2 separate regions of the Bicyclus anynana genome follow, and region 1 is linked to region 2. Evidence: chromatin contacts called from public Hi-C data. All regions are on one chromosome and are shown on one strand. Each heading gives the region's core, a stretch centred on a gene start, on an enhancer-like site or on the middle of the called end of the contact. The rest is flanking DNA. Distances are from core to core; before and after follow the strand shown. Region 1 overlaps LOC112054591 (homeobox protein homothorax). Region 2 overlaps LOC112054591 (homeobox protein homothorax).

Evidence for each region. A called contact is a pair of places that touch in the nucleus more often than the background predicts.
Region 1: a Hi-C map of whole body shows a contact between it and region 2, with 2.1 times the contacts expected there. The contact joins two enhancer-like sites. A contact is called at or near these places in 2 of 2 Hi-C or Micro-C datasets (whole body and whole larva).

Annotation. Positions count from the first base shown.
Region 1 is chr21:13,576,388-13,583,479 of ilBicAnyn1.1, forward strand. The region is part of intron 11 of LOC112054591 (homeobox protein homothorax); the gene reads left to right. Among protein-coding and RNA genes, the nearest start is that of LOC112054612, 110 kb to the right of the region's middle. Within about 2 kb of position 5,249, at least 2 of the 8 cell types and tissues checked have open chromatin away from gene starts, as enhancers often do.
Region 2 is chr21:13,488,095-13,494,268 of ilBicAnyn1.1, forward strand. All of the region lies in intron 9 of LOC112054591 (homeobox protein homothorax), which reads left to right. Among protein-coding and RNA genes, the nearest start is that of LOC112049545, 70 kb to the left of the region's middle. Within about 2 kb of position 2,092, at least 3 of the 8 cell types and tissues checked have open chromatin away from gene starts, as enhancers often do.

The sequences.
Region 1 (7,092 bases), core at 3,999-6,498, 91 kb after region 2:
GGAAATGTGGACGGGGCGGAATTTGCGACCTTTCGCTGACTCGGTGACGCTGCGTAGAGATCCTTAGCTTTATGTAGATTTTGCTTACATTCGAATTCTTCATTCATTTATTTTTATTAAAATTATGCAACTCATTGCCCTTGGTTATTGATATTCTTTCAAGTCGAAATTGAAACAAACAAGTCGGCCAAAAGTTATGTTAATAATTTGATATAATATGTTTTTGGTTGTGATTTATTGAAAACATATAGAATTGAAATATTTTTAAATTCTACTGTTATTTCACATCTCTTTTGTAAACGACTTATAACGACTCCATTTTATTAATATACCAAATTAAAGTGCAATTAACTTATGCTGTCCGTTGAATAGTTCGTTTTTGTACCTATAAAGTATAAAGTAAAGAAGAATTTAAAGCATTGAAAACATGGATATTTAAAAAAAAGACATAATATTTAATTCAAACAAAAATTATAGAAATCGGTTATAATTTCATTACGAAATCGAACATAATCAAATAAGATACATAACGTAAAAATTTTCAAAATCATCTGGAATAAAGAAAACAAACAACAATGCTGTATATAACTTTAAAAGATGGCTTCGTTTAGCACTAGAACTTTTTAAGTTTACCTATGTATATATTATTAATGTTTCTTGTTGTCATTGCTGGTATATAAATTAATAAATAAAATAAAACAAAATAAAATAAAACAAAGAAAAGTTGAATAACAAACATAAAAATACTTTACAGGTAAAGTAAACTTTTAGTTGTAACTTTAATCTACACGGTAATGTTACGGTATAAACATACATCTATTCCGAACAAGATAAATGTATTAGATATCAGTCAAAATGCTACCTTATAAATGGTTTATACCAATATGAATAATTAAACTTGCTAATAAGCGTTGCCCTTTTCAGTTCTGGTATGTTGACATTTAATTAAAGCGGGTGCTTCAATTATACATACCGATTTAACGTTTCGGATTAAACATTCCATGGCTGCTAATAATTCATGTTATTACTTTGTGTTAAAAATTGTTAACATTGCCTATTTATATCTATTGCCCTTTTTCGCTACTTATGTTTAGAGGTTATGACATATATTGTTTTATTTTAGGGTTCGGAACGTACAAAAACGGAACCCTTGTAATATCACTCGATCACATTTTAATGTATGTCTGTTATCTCCGAATGTACCAAACCAATCCAGTTGAAATTTGGTACACATATCAATTGGTATGAGCCAAATACAGAGATGTATCGCGAATAGGTAAAATTTGAATATAGGGGGCACTTACGGGGGGTAATTGTACTTGCCTTGCCTGTAAATTTACGTACATAGATACTATTTGTCTATGTCTGATCTGCAAAAAATTATCTGGTTGTTTTCCCAAATATTTTTCAAAGATTAGCGTAAACAGACTAGACTTATATTCAAAAATTTGGTTTTAGTGGTGGTACATCGTCTTCTCTAAATGTCTGGAAATAGCCCATCGATGAAATAACCTATATTTAATTTAATCAATCGGCCTACGGCTACCATTTCGTTCCTTCAATTGTACATAATTTTCAATGTGGTAAATTGAATTGAACGTCGTCCCTAACTCGATATTTTTTCTATTTTCGTAACAAGTTACAACTTGAATGTTATAAATGTTTTACCTGCAGATGTCTCTACATTTGAAGTGTAACCAAAACAGTTTACGCAAGTCATATTTCGTGACAGGACTAGAATGGATGATAAAAGCGGCCATAACAACTCGAGATCCGTGGTGACAAGATTCACCCTACAATTTCAGTTTATGAGATATTAGTGAGATGTCAGACAGACGTTTATGGCGTCGTAAAGCGACCTCTGCTCACTTGTTGAGTTTACGACGGTATTATGTAGACAACGTCTGAAACGCCCTTATTTTTATGGGACTAAGGTCTTATGATACCAGGGGACGAGGAGTGTTGTGGAGTTCATTTGAGTGCAGGACTATCAGAATCACTGAAGTAATGAAACACTTTGACCCGTACTTAGATAAAGTTCATGAAAAAAGATAGGTCCGCTAAAGTCGCGTAGTGAAGTGAGTGTACTTATATCGAAATTGAATATCAGTAATGAGTCATATAGAGACATGGCATAGGCTCATACATCATTAAAAGGCTTACAAGCACTGTGATTGATAGTAACATGGGCTTAATACTCGTTTGGATCCAGGACTGACCTCTGTTTCTCACATACTCAGATTACCATTTCCGTATCGCTTTGTAATTAAATGCATCCACTAATGCGTACAACCTTCTAACTTATGCACTCCTGGTACCTCTGCGCGTAACTTATGCGCTCCGGGGCGAGGTTAATAGCTAATATCGCCTAATGACCGTCGTCTCCGTGTTAATGTTCCACATGGGACGACCTACGAATGCCTCGCGCTTATGCTGGTCTGGTAATTTACGCCTGGTCTTTCTCTATCTTATTTGTCCGTCTGTACTTTGATTTGTAAGGGTAGTTATAACTTTACGATGATTTTTGTCTGTATCTATCTATAACGTTTTAGAAATTATATAATTACGTAATAGCTTGATCGATATGTCGTTCGCTCATCACTAGTGCTTTGTGCTCATCTGAACTAAATTTAAATCTATTATGAAAGAAAAAACAATATTTAATATATTTGGTAGGACTAACATTAGTTGAGTTAGTTAACATAAGCCTCTTGTTGGGCATACCAGCCAAAAAATATGAAAAATGTATGAAAACAGAAATTTTAACATGTTAAATTAGTCTAATATTTTTTGTTTTTGAATTTGAATTGAAATTAAGAACGTGTGGACATCATTAAAAGTAACTTTCAACACACGCTACAAAGTATTCCAAAATTAACTTGTGACTTTGTGTAAGGACGGACACATCACTGACTCATATGGGCAATCTCAAGGCGCAGACTCGAATAAATTAGTTTCACTTAAAAGAGTCGCAGCGCAAATAAAATCTATTAACTCCCCGCCATAAATCACTTGTAAATTATATCCTAACGGCGCCTAGCCCAAGATGGCTACCCGAAATAACACGTCAAACGGGACGTTTTTACGTTCGGAAATTTAATTGCCTATACGATTACAAAGGATTCGTTGTTTTCACAAACGCAATGATTTATTGCGAGGAATACTTTAAAAAAAACTAACTATAAACACTTGTGAAAATATTTATTTAGTTACTACCGTCTGTAGTGATTTAGGGCAGGATTCCTTTGATTTGGACGGGATTTTATTATTATTTAATCTCGGTAACTAAATGCCTTGTTAATAAATCTTAATGGTGTGCTGTAAAATATGCTGACGCGTTTAACTTTATCGCCACTTCAGTGTGCCGTAAAGTGTTATAATTTATTTATTGATCTCCATATAGAGCATTGTCTTGTTATAGAGATAGTTTATCGGCTGTTGATTAATTAATATCGTCAAATTAACATATTATTTAATTTATTGTTTGTTCTTATGGCCACATTTAAATTAATGTTATGGATAGTTGGTAAAATATTTGCATTTATAAATATTTTTATTGATAAATATGTATTACAGTCAAGACGTTCAACTCTTAGGCCGTTAGTCATAATGACAGTTAGTCGTTAGACGTTAGTCGACAATGATAATTTTATACTATAGATCGGTTACGTCCCTACAAAATCACTGCAAAAAGTGAACCGAATAATAGGCTACAAAACTGAACTTTGTGGCTCACTTAAAACGTTAACAACTTTTTAAAATTTAATTTCACAGATAACTGCTAAAAAACAAAGAAATTCCGCGACTTTATTACTGTGCTTAGAAACGACTCAACCAAAAAAAAAAGATACACGCGTTCCACGTTATCAAACTCTAGTATCTATGGTACGATGCCGATACCTGTAATTGTAATCGCAGAACAAAGAGTTGTCGCAATTTGCAATCGCAGCGGGCCAGCCCTTTTAGGGACGCGCCTGAATGGGCCGAGGCGAAGGTATTACCGTGTTTCTAGTACTGTTGTTATCGTTCCCGATTTACATACGGTACGATCTTCACTAAATATGCGATCACATCTTTGTATTTTTTTTTAAATGCTTTCATCCGTCGTACCTGTTCTTCAATTCGAAAATCGAACATCCTAATTACATATTGCACATTATGTAAAAATACTGTGTGTTTTTTTTCAATTTTTAAAAGAAGCTAAGACCGTTGATCTTGTTCAAATAAGTATTGTTAACCGACTTCAAAAAGGAGGAGGTTCTCAAGTTGACCGGTATCTTTTTACTTAATATAAACCATCCTCAAACTGGAATTTTTCGGGATGTAAAGTAGCCTATGTGTTAATCCAGAGTAAAATCTATTTCCGTTCCAAATTTCAGCCAAATCGCTTCATTAGTAGCGGCGTTAAAGAGTAACAAACATCCAAACAAACATACATACAATCAATATTTAATGTATGCAGCTATCACACACACGAATCTCCGAAGGTTTTAAACAAAATACCATCAATAATAGGTAGACAAAGAACACAGAATCATTATAAATGTAATTTTCTATGTTCCCCTGGCAATCTACGTATAATTTGCCAGATGATGGCAAATTAGGTAGTTAGCCTCACCTAGATCCTGCCGCGGATATATTACCGTAATCGACTCTATTACATTGATTACCACCTTGTAATTACCAGGCTTTTGCTATTACAGTATTAGAACGCGGGGCGTATTGTCAAATCGTGCCGTAATTGGTTTGTATTATGAGAAGTGCGATTGAGACTTTGATTTGAATGGTGCTTTATGATTGATGAACCTCTTTGACTTTTATGATGACCTAGTACTTCTTATAATTACATAAATTGTTTGCAAAGATTATTTCTGTTTTTTCAGTAAGAATTTTGATGAATTTTGTTGATTTGGAGACAGATTGAAATCTTTGAGAAGGATATAGATATTTTATCTCTGTGTCTGTTTGCCCTAATCTCGCTAATGTCTGTTATTAAACATATTATTTCAATACAGTACAGTAGGTTCAATTTCGGTTTCAGCAAATCAGAAAATTCAATATAAACCCGAATTTCTAGACGACTTGCGTAATGCACTCAATAAATTAATAAGATATTTTCCAAACTAAAGTAATATTTCCGTAATTATATTTAATTTATTTGAAATTGATCACTCTAGACACGTCCATATGACATTTTGTTAAAGTTCGACATCGCGGAGTCTTCAGATCCACCTGTCGCGTAGGCGGTAACCATTAGCACACCATTGGCTACGGCACTACCCCACTCTGATTACGGCGAATTACAGCGAATTACATCGAATTACGGCGAATTACGGCGATTACGCGGGCCATCGTCGCTCGTTGTGATTGCGAGGACAGGTGGTTTGTGTTTAACATAATAGCATGGATGTCGTCGGCCATTTTTGCGTTCTGCGGTCCTACTTGCTTTATAGTCTCGCTATTTACAAGCATTGCTTCAACTGTTCGTATGTTGCCACGTGTAGGTCTAGTAATGTTTCAGTAAGCTAAATTTTATTTTTTTTCTCTTATTCTTATATTGTTACCGTCTGTTGGTTAGAGATAATGTGTTGTACTTAAACTAAGCAATTAACTTAATTTTAAAACTGTGCAGCATTGTTTTCATCGTGCCTATTTAACAATTAATATCGTAGTTATAATTATATTGTTTTCATATATAATATTCTTAGACAGAAAAGTAAATAGACGTATACTAAATCATAGTAGCATTCCCTTCAACAGAGAATAACTTTGGCGTAGACGGTAAAGAAACGGGATAAGGCGACACGATATTTGGTGTCATACCGCATATCGTTTATTAAGATCCAACGATGGTTTGTTTGACAAATTTTAGCAAGTAACACACGTAAGCCTTTATTAAATATACTCTATACCATATTGCACAGACTCAAAACCATCACAGTGGTCTATACTCTACGGCATAGACCATAGACACAAAACCGAAACGACTACTTAACACGGTGAGCTCCGCCAGCGTGACGCGCGACACCGCAGCGACCGCAAAAACTGCGCAATTACCGAATGAGAACGAACGCGTGCGCAATCAAAAACAATTGGAGTACGCCGGGCGCAGATCCTGCGTTCGTGTCGCCGAACGGACCTGCGGCCGCAAATTGCGCCGTTTTCGTGACCAGGGCTGGCAAAACTATCGAAATCTGTATTTGCGCTTAAAAATACATTGAGAAAGCACCAATGTACCATAAAAGCAAGAACCACACACACACTACAGATCAAAAGAAATCAGCGTTTTTCTATTAAAATGGAAAGAGTACTTAAAATGTCTAGCTAAATTTTCAATTTAAAATTAATGATGATAAATAATAATGAATAATGTTGCAATTATATGGAAACAGCTTACCTATTATCTACAATTTACTAAACATAACTTAACTTAACTGTACCTACCACCTACGGTGTAAATGGTTGGTTAACCAGATTCAATGTAACCTTAAGAATATTCCAAGAATTTCAGATCTTTTCCGTACGTATTGGAAACGAAAACTAAAACGTATAAGTACATATGTAATTTATCTATAAACGAGCCATTTCACTATATTATATTTCTCTATTTCTCAAAAAAAAATAACAAAAGATTGGTTGCTCAGACATTTTTGTATTGTAAATTAACTTAATTAACTGTGTGTGTGTGTGCCAGCCCTGGATAACCGCATCGTACTGCGTTGCGGACTTTGCGCCAAATGTCAAGTGCGTAGTTTTTCCGGCGACCGCCTGCGGTCTGTCGTGATTGTTGGGACAATGTGGTCTAATTATATTTCCGATTTCTGGACCCATTCACTGGCGGGAAAGGTTACAGGTTCAAATTGGGTGCGTCACGGCATTTAACTCTTACTGTTTGTTACCAAATGTAATGATGATAATTTTAAAGAGTTATTTCTTGTGAAAAAGGGAGACATCCGTATTGCCTATTATGAGTGGTTTGTTTGTACCTCGGTGGTGTTTTTTCCGTTATGTAAAATGACTGTTTCACTCTGATGAAACAGTCATACATAGCTGAAGTGATAGCCTAGTGGATATGATATGCCTTAGATTCGG
Region 2 (6,174 bases), core at 842-3,341:
CTGTTAGAACATCTAAAAAATTCAACATAATCTTTAAATTATATTTTACATAAATTAATTGTTTTCTTTTACATTTTGTACGACTTTGTTGACATCTCTCTAATTTTCTCTCACTTTATCTATTTATGCGACAAAAAGTAAGTATACTATGTCCTTCTCCAAGATCCACCTACGTATTTACATACCTAAATTAGTCAATATCAGATTTATTTTATTTACAATATTTTTTACTATTAAACATCTTTTAACAAGCTACCCCATTTTACGAGAACATATTTGCTTAAACACCACAAAAAACATCTTAATCTGACACCATCATAAACCTAGTTCGAGATTAGTTCGTTTGGAAGCGAAATAAAAAAAAACGCATTTCTAAATGCATCAGAGCCGCCCACCTCGTTACCCGAGTGACGTATGGCGGGTAAATATAGAGCGGTTGACAACCGCTGCCGTCTGAATGCCTAATTTAATCTCTAACTTAAAGACGAACATTGACAAAATCTGTTCCGAGAAAATGTTATTAACCTCTGACGCGATAGAGGTTTCTGAAATGAAAACATCCACACTCTTTTTGTGTAATTTAGAAATAACTGTATTTTGCTCAAGTGTTATTTCATCATCATCATCATCATCATCATGTCAGCCGATGGACGTCCACTGCAGGACGTAGGCCTTTTGTAGGGACTTCCATACATCACGATACTGAGCCACATCCAGCGAATCCCTGCGACTCGCTTGATGTCGTCAGCCCACCTGGTGGGGGGTCGACCAAGACTGCGCTTTCTAGTGCGGGGTCGCCGTTCCAGCACTTTGGGAAGTGTTATTTACATGTTACTAAAAATGTCAGTTTGTTCAAGTTAATCTCTGGAACGGCTGAAGCGATTTTATCGAAACTTTTACTGAAAGATAGAAGAGGGTATTAAGCAACGTATAAGATACTTTTTAACCCAGAAATATCCATGGTGGTGGTGAATTTCACGCAAACGCGTCTGTTAGATATAAAATCAATACTAATGTTATTAATGCGAAAGTGAGTCTGTCTGTCTGTTACCTTTTCACGGTTAAACCACTGAACCGATTTGAACGAAATTTGGTATAGAGATAAAGTGCACCTTGAAGCAGAACATAGGCTACTTTTATCCCGGAATTATCCACTAAATAATAAACTTGGACTAAAAAAACAGATTTTACGCGAACGAAGTTGCGGGCGTCCGCTAGTAAAATAATATTGGTTCACATTGCTACAATATCTGATAGGTCTTAAACCTTTTGTTGTACAAGATCTCACTCTTACGATAATAGTATTTCCATAAATTAGTATTTTAACACAAGTGGTACAAATTACATTTTCTTTTAGAACTACTTTGTGCACTGTGTGTATCTGCGGAATCGTAAACGGACAGAATAATTTAAAAGCGTTTTTAATAGAAAATTCCAGAGTGAAGTTTAGTTTAGTTTAGTTTCTTGCTTATGGTCTTCTTCTTTGGCACTTTCTTTCTTTTCTTGCACTCTTATAACCAGTGTTTTAGAGAGGTTTTTTAGTTTCTTCCTTATCGTCTTCTTCTTCTTCTAATGCCTTGTCTTATCCTCTTTATACTACTTTCCTAATCATATGTCGCTTTAAGTCTCTTTCCTTAACGTAATTTTTCGTCAAGTCTTTTTCTCTCATGTTCTCATGGACCTTCGTCAATCACGGTAAAATTGTGGTCTTTTATATTTATAGAAGTTTCTTCTTAAAGTTTCGTGAAAATCGGATTAGCCAATCCATAGTTATGTCTAAAAAATGTTAAATCCGGTGTATTCCAAGCAATGTGCCACTTTATCAAACTACGTTTTTCATTGGATATAATACAAACGTTGTCAAGCTTGCAACGTTTAAAAAAAAGCAATATGCCCATTCGTTTAGTGATATAAAACATAAATGTCCGCAATGGTTTATCTTTTCTAACGGGCGCGTGCGTATATTATGCTCGAGTTGGGAAAGGAGCACGCTGTACATAAATAAGCGGCCGCTCTTAATTAAGCCTCAGTAAACAAGTACCAGGAAAGCATAACAGCGAGCAATTACTATTTGGCCAACGCTTCGGGTCGGCTCGGGCTGACCGCGCATTGCAGCGCGAGAATCGCACGCGCCGCATGTAGAGTTTTAACACTGGAAAAGGAAATAATATGGACGATTTCGAAAGGTAATTTGAATTTATAAGTACTCACAGGGTCAATAAAGTAATATACGGGTTAACTCATTGATTTCAGTTTGAGCTGAAGTCCGAGTGCTCCTGAATATGATCAGCACCTGTTGATCTTCTCGAATATTATAACTTACCATCAGGTGAGGTTGTAGTCAAGGGCTAACTTGTAAAGAATAAAAAAAAATGTTAACTATTATTTTCCGACTTACAACACGTATACAAACTTTTAACTAAGTTAAAAGTATAAACTTAACTTTTCTTGTTTTAGGAATGTAATATAAAATTTATGCTTTTATTATTTGAAGTAGAGGACATATAGTAGTGGATAGAAAACACATGGTACTATTTGCATTACAGTTTGTTTCCTGTACAAAAAAAGTAACACGCATCTTGTACTCGTAGTTTGCGATGCGTGCGGAATTCAGACCTCTCGATCTGCGTATTGATGCGCAAACAGCATAACCCCAAGCGAATATATTCGCTTATTAATACACGCAAGGAGAGCGCACCAAAAACGCGCGTTGACATCAATCCCGCGCTAATCCTCAGATTATTTGCGAAATGGGCGAAACTGCATTCAGCGGTCGCGACGCTCAGCTATTTGCGTCGAGATAAATACCTCCTCGCGTTTATGACGCCCCAGTGACAGTGATATTTGTTTTTCACCTGATTTATTTATTGCGGGTTAACTGTCACAAAACGGCATAAAACGTTCGGTTTACGAGCGTGCACATAATAACTGCTCAATTAGAATATTGTCCTTATTGTTATTGCTCGAGCAATTATTGCATTCGATTTTATTGACGTTTCAATTCTTAGATCATTTGTCAAATATTTTTGGAGTTTATTGGAGTTTACTCCTTAAGAATCGATTTTTTATATATAAGGCGCCCGGTGTGAGAAAAATCCGAGGGGTAAAACCAACTGAACTAACGAAAAAGTGTCACGTTTTTGGTGCGCACCTTTAGTGCGCAACTTTCTAATTTAGCTGTGAGTGTATTGAGACGTACATAGGGACTATAGAATCCGAGCGAGCTCTGTATAGGCGACTATACCTATATACTATATGTTATTGGGCTTGTTTGTTTCTATTAGTGTCGATGTATTTATATTGCTATTTTTTTTTTGAGTTTACTCCTTAAGAATCGATTTTTCATATATAGCCCCCGGTATGAAAAATATATGGGCAGAAAAATTCGATGAACGAATGACAGCGTTACGTTTTTTGTGCACCTTAAACCGTGCGCTGTTGGCGGGCGCGCCGCGGACTGCTGCTCCTCGGATGCACACCTTTCACTTTTCAGGCGTAAGTATTGAGACGTACATAGTGTATACTGCGGGGCAACATACACCTATTTAGACAGTCGATCTGAAAGAGTAAACTCCATTCATGTGTCGGAGCTGACACACACTTTTTTTTTATTATATTAATTATTTTGGTGTTGTTAATTCTTTAGGGTTCCTTAATCCAAAAAAAATGCAATAGTAAAAGTTCAATTTCGGACGACGAATTGACGCAGAAATATTTTATTAATAAATTAACGCAGGAATATTTTCAATTGTAGTAATTTAACTGTTTTAAGTTTCTTGTCATCTGAATACTTATTACTAAACCTATCGAAGGGCTAATACGAGTACTTTACATAAACATTAAAATATGTATTTTGAAAGTTACATTATTGATATATAGTACTACCATAGATTTTCTGTTTTCATATACCTAATGCTAGTAGATGTAATGGTTCTAATTGAAATAGCGAAATAATTGAATACTTTGGCAAAGATTAAAGTAACAACTTCATTCAATTACATTAAAATGTCAATTTGGGACAGTTAGACACGGTTATCTGTCTTGTTTTCATTAGTGAATGGCTATTGCTGTGGGAATGTTTAATTGAAGATTTATATTTATACGTTAGTTTATTTTATTTAAGGTTGCTATACAAATATAACTTTATTTTGATGCTAAATGCTAAATAGCTGCTTTTCCGAACGTTAGGTTCTATATCACACTTCACACTTCATACTTCACACTAATAATATAAAGGCGAAAGTTTGTGTGTGTAAGTATGTTTGTTCCTCTTTTACGTTGCGGCTACTGAAGCGATTTGGCTGAAATTTGGAATGGAAATAGATTTTATTCTGTATTAACACATAGGCTTCTTTGCATCCCGGAAAATCCATGGTTCCCGCGGGATTTATAAGAAACTGAATTCTACGCGGATGAAGTAGCGGCCGGCCGCTAGTATGATATATGTTGGTACATATATCACAGCAGAATATATCATAAATAAAATATTATGTTAATGATTGTCAATGTATGATTATTATTGATTTTCAAAAGAGGTTCCATAAGTTTTCAGCATTGTTTTCTCAAATTTAACTTTCATATTTAACAAACAAGTATTTAAAAATATATTATAAGTACCTAATTTTTAGTATTAAAAAAATACGCAAAATTTATCTTAACTTATATTAATAGCTACACAAATCATGTCCACGTGGAATAGGTGCAAGTTAATACTATTAAATCTTGCACGTACCTACGGAACCTTTCGATACGAGTTGCACTCGTACTTGGCCGCTTTTCAAGTATAAAGTAAATCTATTCGAAACGAGTGCATCGTCACCGCCGGCCATTAACAGCGCATCATAATGAAGCACCTATAAAGATTTACTGCCCATTAAAGCGTTTTAATGGAGTTAAAAATGTCAATATTCGGACCGCGTAGTGGCGTAGCGTAGCATGGCGTAGTTTAGTCACGTTTTTATTCAAATAACAATTAGTTGGAGACCAGACTGTAGTACGAGTTTTAGTATCGCTAACGTGTGTAGTTTTAGTTGCTTTGGGTGTATTGAAATTGGCGCTATCTATCTAAGAATCATCATCATCATCATCATCATCACCATCCACCATCACATCACCATCATCATCATCATCTAGGCTCCCAGTAGTCCATAGAAATAAAATTATTGACATTCAAAATATGATGTCCAGCAGGCCAATTCATTAACATTGACTTTAGTTAGTTGACCTCAACGAAAGTTACCAACTAGTCACAGCTGTTAATAATTCTTAAGTCACGTGATTTCGTAATAACTATTTATTTAAAGCCAACTAAAGTGAAATTGACATAATAGGTAAAAAAATGTCATCTACTGACAACCCTTCGTTGACATCATATAGTAGGCAGATGAGATTGCCCAGTTACCACCCTACCGGCAAAGACGTACCGCTAAGCGATAGCGTTCCGATACAATGTCGTGTGGAAACCGAAAGGGGTGTGGATTTTCATCCTCCTTCTAACAAATTAACCCGCTTCCATCCACATCGTCACCATCAGGTGAAATTGTAGTCAAAGACTAACTTGTAAAGAATAAAATTAGAAAAAAAATTGCATGGTAAATTTACTAAAATCTAAAACAATAATAATTTTGAGTTAAATTAAAGTAGAATTAAAATGCAAATTATTTATTATTTAATAAACGAATTTAATCATTATAAACGAAAATAAGGATAAAATTAAATTGTTAAGTACAAATAAATAAAATTATCAAAAAGCTTGAACCAAAAAGAGCTTCATCCCAAAATACGCACTCGTTAAACGGTCGAAGAGACCGCGCGGTGTACAAAATATTCTTGAGCCGTCTCCGCAGTTAATGGTCTATAAAGGCACCCCATAACTTGCCTATCAGGCGGATCATTCCAAGTGTTATTCCCTCTTAATTGGCCGTTCCGGACGGAATCGTCAATTCGAGATATTAAACTAATTTTCAATGCGTTGTAATCGCGGAGACGTGCCTTTTGTAAGGGTTAAATTGTCATTTGAGATCTCGCTGTCATTTTTAATGGCTATGGTTGCTTTTGGGACGTTAAGGATCGTTGGGAAATGTTGTAAAATTATATAACGACTCGCTTTTGTTTAAATATACACATTCTGTGTGTTTTCTAATTTGTTACTGCTTAGTAATGATCGTTAAAAAC